Regions from separate parts of the Bombyx mori genome. Here region 2 is linked to region 1. A link is a contact called in public Hi-C data. All regions are on one chromosome and are shown on one strand. The core of a region is the stretch at or near the end of the contact, and the rest is flanking DNA. Distances in the headings are between cores, read along the strand shown.

Region 1 (3,065 bases), core at 406-2,905:
GCTGACCCTATTACGGATCCAGTTAAATGTAAATTTATTGATTGACCCGTTACGATTCCTTTAATATACCGGACGAAGACCCAGATTACCTGGGCCTGATGTGCACAAGCTAACCATGTTTACTTGTTCAAGTCTTATTTTATATACGTTTTACTGCGATCATAAAAGAATTAAACAAAAACGCGTATCGGATCGCGAAAACATTGCGAGATATGTAAATTACATGCTCGTGTAATTGTGTATCGGATATGTGAATAACATCCCTGTCTTCTACGAGATGACGTCTCCAATTTGTATGCAATGTTCGTTGGGTTTACTTAATAATTCGACGTTGGGAACGCTGAGATCGTATGTACCCAGAGTTGAAACAGTTCATTTATTAATCGAATAGAACATAAATAGTGTGCACCGTATTGTGTTTTATTAGCGTTGGCATTCCCACTCTCGTCTATTAATCACTATATAATTAAATGATCGAGTAAAATTATATTTAGCGGAGAAAATGGAGCCGTGGCCGCGTCTGGCCAACCGTCGTCTCGCCCTCCGTTTTTTTTCATACGTTTACATTCCACAAATAAATTTACATGACCGTATCCCCGTTTCGTATTTATTCTAGAAACATTTTCACATTGAAATATTATGTACGACGTATTTAATAAATCGATGAAGTATGAAATCGTGTTATGAGCGTGTCAAAGCGCGAAATTAATAAATTTTCGTAATATCTTAAATTAAATAAGTGATAAATATGATCATGACTAGTCTGATTCGGTGGTTAGCCGGATTGCTGTGACGAAGGACGCCGGTTCGATTTCGACGTCGGGCAAACATTTGTCTGATGAACTGGTCCGTTTTCTCTTTATCTGGGTATTTAGTATCTATATATGTATGTAATTTATATAAGTATGGATCTAGTTTCCATAGTAAAGGTCCTAGTTTGGGGCCTTATGACCGGGTGTGACTTGACATCGATTATTATTATATTATAAGTAAATGCGTCACCCACGTTAAGATATAAGTTCTAAGGTCTCAGTATAGTAACAACGGCAGCCCGACCCTTCAAGCCGAAACGCATTACTGCTTCACGGCAAAAATAGGCGGGGTGGTGGTACCTACCCGTGCGGACAGGAATTCCTACTACCAGTAAGCTCGCCTGTGAGCTCGTCCATCCTTATAGGCAATAAAAAAAAAGTAGCTTCGTTGTTGTTCGAAAAGGTACAGAAATACGATTGAGATTTCGATTTCATGCTTTGTGGGTGGCGATGCGTCTCCATGTCCGGTAATCACTTAATAACCGGTGGGCCGCGACCTCTGCCTATAAAGAGCATTAAAATAACATGAATTGAGAAGCCCAATAGTCAGTGACTGTTACAGACACAGCTACAGTTTATCGCGATGTGAAATCGTCTATTAATAAATGCCACTAAGTAATGGTAGGCAGTAAATGTCACCTTTGAAATCAATGAACTTTATACGTTATGCCTGCATTACCTACTCAAGTTTATTGTGATTTTAATATGACGAAACTTCGAGAATTCCTTGCGGCGAGTGCATTTTTACATTTAAATGCGTTTGTGAATTAATGTTTATCATCACAGTGTCATACTTTGTTACAATGTTGTGTGTTTATATGCATTACTCGACTTGAACTGTAAACATGTTTACGATCGCGTTACTGCCGCACTCACTACTCACCGGCTAACGTACGTGGCATAAGATATGAATACCTACAAAACGACTTTTACAAATCAGAGAATCAAGAAAATACCACAATTCAAAGTAAAATTTATACAGAGTGTGTATATATTTTAATGGTAAACGAATGAAACGGATAATGTTGATATAAAATAACGTACAAAGTGCAGAAAGCGATGACATTTTCAGTAAATGCCAGATGTGTGCGGATTATTGGTGCTAAATCGGGTATTCGCATGCGTAGCTTGAGATGAGTACTAGTCTCGGGCGCCATGCAAATGTGCAATTGCTGATACGCACACAGGCAAATGCCAGTCATGATGCTTTCTACGAGGACCGATAACGGAATAACGAAACTATTAATGAGCGTGGTTGCTTGGTGAAATCGCTAGAGGAAAAATCTAAAGTCTTATTAACATAGTAGTGTAGCTTGTTTATTCATAATTGGCGGTTGTCTCCCTCCATAGTGCAGTGCGTGCGCGGCGCCCCGCCCCGCGGCGCATGCGCACCGTGCAAATAAATTGCGTTCGTAATATCGCGCGACAACGAATCGCTCCGGCCACAATTAAAATTTGCATTCCTGTCGTCTGATTGATAACTTTGTTGGATGTAAGGCGGTATTTGATAAGTGTAGGCGTACGTACGAAGACAGGACACGCGACCCATTGTCTTCTTGCAATTCTTTTGTCGACGCTCATACAAATAATTAATGCCGAACCGAAACTCTAATTAAAGTATGAATAATTAACGCACTTTTCCATTCATTCTCAACATTGAAGTAATTACAATGTATTTCATCGCTACATTCACATATGTATATTCTATAGCGAAATAATGATTTAAAATAACTTTTAAATTTAAGTAGGTAGGTATGCGCGAATTCATACTAGTTTACATTTATGTATCTATCATCTAGGCAACTAAATATATCATTTTTTTTATATAGAAAGTGCACTATAAATATAGTAAATACTATCCCAGCCGTTGAGTCAGCATACGACGATAAAATAGAAGCGACAGATGAAAAAATGTGTAAAAAAGAAATACATACAATCAATTCGTCGTCGCATTTATTAAAAAAAATGTCATGGAAATCGCCCACGAACTTTTTTTGATCTAATTGAACCATATATTATTTCAATTAAGACAGAATCGGATAATCGAGATTCCTAGATTTTTTACGGTCAAGATTAATATTATTAACTAACTGACCCGGCAGACTTCGTAGTGCCTCAATCGATAAATAAAAGACAAAAGGAATCCGTTCGACGGGGGACACATCAAAGGAAAAACAAAATTGTTTGTTTTTATATAATTCCGAGAATTTTCATATTTTTTCACATTTTAAACCTTCTCTGGATTTCCACGAA
Region 2 (3,065 bases), core at 405-2,904, 41 kb before region 1:
CACAAATTCAAACTTTTATCGTAAAATCACCGATCACTGCAACTTTGTAAATGGTTCTTAAACGCCCAAGATAGACACGCTGAACACATTCAGACGAGTTTACGCGCTTTTCTGACGCATTTACGTTGTTTTGAAAATGAGTATAAACAGGTGGTGATTTCATGATTTCTGTACACCACCAGACAGTCTATTTGACCTTGCTTTTAGAGTTTCATGACGCGTTATTTAAATGTACAAAAATGTAGGTATATATAACCATTTTACTGGTGGTAGGACCTCATGTGAGTCCGCACGGGTAGGTATCACCACCCCGCCTATTTCTGCCGTGAAGCAGTAATGCGTTTCGGCTTGAAGGGTGGGGCAGCCGTTGTAACTATACTGAGACCTTAGAACTTATATCTCAAGGTGGGTGGCGCATTTGCGTTGTAAATGTCTATGGGCTCCAGTAACCACTTAACATCAGGTGGGCTGTGAGCTCGTCCACCCATATAAGCAATAAAAAAAAAACCATTTTAAAATATTTAGAGATCCACGAACAGTCCTTAAATATTTATGAAGTTTGAATTTTATTTAGGATAGTCCATTATTTCAACAGAAACTACCCCTGACTATCCCTAAATATATCTCTGCCAACTGAGCCGCGTATCAAGCTAAATATCAAACAAACTAGTGCATAAAATCAGTGAGTGTCAGATGGGATCATTTATTTTAATGTAGTTAGTCAAAAACGTCAGTTATTTTGGAAGTACATAGTTTGTAAAAATACTGTTTTGGAGAGATTTTGTAATGGGAAAAACGCCCTGCGCAATCGAGTAATGCGATCGTAAAATGCGTTAGATAAGTTCAAAACTCCCTGAGAGTACTTATAAATATAATAGATTTCCACAAACGACCGCTACGCAGGAAATCATCGTGTTATAAAAATAAAAATCGCCAAAAAGAAACATAATTACTGATGGTAGGGGTCATGTGGCGATTACCTTGAAGCAGTTGTCTTGCAGTACATTAAAAACTTCGACAACAGTGTCCTTAGTGCGAGTTTCTTAACGTCCTCGATAGCGTAAAAGTTAACCCAATTTTGTATGCAGTTGGAACAGCGCCTCTAGCGGCAAACGTACGCAAACGATCCCATTCGATACAAATATGAGCTAACTTTTACGCTATCGAGAACGTTAAAAAACTCGCACTAAGCACCCAGGTCTCAAGATGAGCCGGACATTACTTTTATGATGTCTACGGTCGGTAGCCACTTAACATCAGATTGGCTGTAAGTTTGGTCGCACATCCACGGTAGTGAAAATTAACTTTGTGATACAGTGGAAAACCTGTTTAAGCGCACAAAAGTTCTTACAGGTAGAGCTGAAAACCTGAACTGTGCTTCAGTGTTTCTTTTTAATATTCACAGTTTAAGTTACAAACATTTTAAATCTCGCAGATCCGAAAACGTATATCACAAAACAGTTGCAGTATGCAAAAAAATTATGCTTGATTGACTCAAAAGTTGTAGTTTATTGTAATCCTCAGTTAAAACACCTCAAAAAAACTTTTCAATAAAAACTCGATGGTTCAATAATTATTATTAAGCATACGGAGATATTTAAATTTGTTTCACGAGTTGCGATGGTAATAATGCACATATTTTGATGTTAGGTGTGCGGGAGGCGGCGGGTGGGGCGGGCGGATAGCGACGCTGCATTTTCCCCAGGCGTATCGCGCGTTGCGATTTCCACGAGGGGCGCGCCGGTCCCCTCGCCGCAAGAGCCGGGAAATCGCGCGTCGTCCGACTCAGTCCGGTTCAGCCGTCGCGCTATAACGACGCCTGCCAGTGTGCGCCACAATCGCGAACTCGCGCTCGTTGCATCGCTTGTTGTACGAACTGCGCGCGTCCAAAATAGTGAGCTCGTGGCCGGGAAACGATCAGATCCCGGTGAGATACTAGTGTGAGAGCGGCGCCATGCTGCCGGCGCTGTTGGTGCTCACGTTAGCGGCTCTGGCCCCGGCTGCAGCACGCCGTCATGCGCCTTACCTGCGCGAAGACGAGCCCGCCCGTCGTACCGCTCGAACCGCCGGTGAGTGCATCTCTAACGCTGCCAAAGATAATCATCCAATGCTCCCGAGGCATTTATGTATACATCGATGTACTGCTACTAATCTACAACAGTGCACATTCAAACAGGCGGCATTAATTACGCTTCGCATAGAACGGCATGCGCGTAAAGACGCGCACGTGTGTTTATGTATGTAAATAATTGCATTCTGAAATTTATGCACCGGTCTAGAGCGACTGGATCAATTACATCAACCTGTACATTTACGAGGTGTAGTAAATGTTGTCGTTGAATTTGCAAAAATCGTTTTAAGTATTTCTTATTTGACGCTCTAAAACTGTTTGTTACGGGAATGATAGGAAATAAAAACAAAGTCACACTCATTATGGCAATATCAACAAATGTAGAGCTTCGTCGAGGGAATCTATTTTAGTAGGAAGAAATATCTAATCGTTATCGGGCAAAGACTTTCGAGATCATGTATAAGTTCGATAGATTATTATCAGATTCTGTTGTAGTGACAGGAGATCAGTGGGCAGTGGCTGTGAAAATATTTAAGAATAAAAAAATACAATCTGGAAGTACGTTTTATGTTTATTCTTGTGTTGATATTCAATGTTTTTGTTTAGGTGTGTAATAAAGTATACTCTGACTAAATGAATAAAAGCAGATATTATAGCTATTAATTTATAAATTTTTTTTGTTGACTTTTATGATAAAGCTCATGGTTAATCTGATGTTGAGTGATATCGGATGCTTAGAGATGTCACTATTTCACTAATTATATAATAGTCGATGTCCAGTCAGGATACCGGTCATCTGTACCCAAACTAGGGTTCCCTGTACTATAGATACCAGAGACAGATATATATAGTTATACACGTTTAAATAAATTCACATATACATATTGAACACCCAGACCGAGAGCAAACAAAATTATTCATCATATTATGAATGTTTGCCCGATGTGGGAATCGAATTAACAACACTGTCCAGTAATCAATAGCGCTAACTGTA

The links. A called contact is a pair of places that touch in the nucleus more often than the background predicts.
Region 2: a Hi-C map of whole pupa shows a contact between it and region 1, with 2.4 times the contacts expected there. The contact joins the promoter of LOC101745779 here to the enhancer-like site in region 1. A contact is called at or near these places in 2 of 7 Hi-C or Micro-C datasets (an unstated tissue and whole pupa).

Annotation. Positions count from the first base shown.
Region 1 is chr8:9,272,716-9,275,780 of ASM3026992v2, reverse strand. All of the region lies in intron 1 of LOC101745779 (dorsal-ventral patterning protein Sog), which reads left to right. Among protein-coding and RNA genes, the nearest start is that of LOC101745779, 41 kb to the left of the region's middle. Within about 2 kb of position 1,655, at least 8 of the 8 cell types and tissues checked have open chromatin away from gene starts, as enhancers often do.
Region 2 is chr8:9,313,678-9,316,742 of ASM3026992v2, reverse strand. It overlaps LOC101745779 (dorsal-ventral patterning protein Sog), which reads left to right and starts at 1,654. Exons shown (of 16, transcript XM_012695533.4): 1 at 1,654-2,069. The coding sequence starts at 1,955.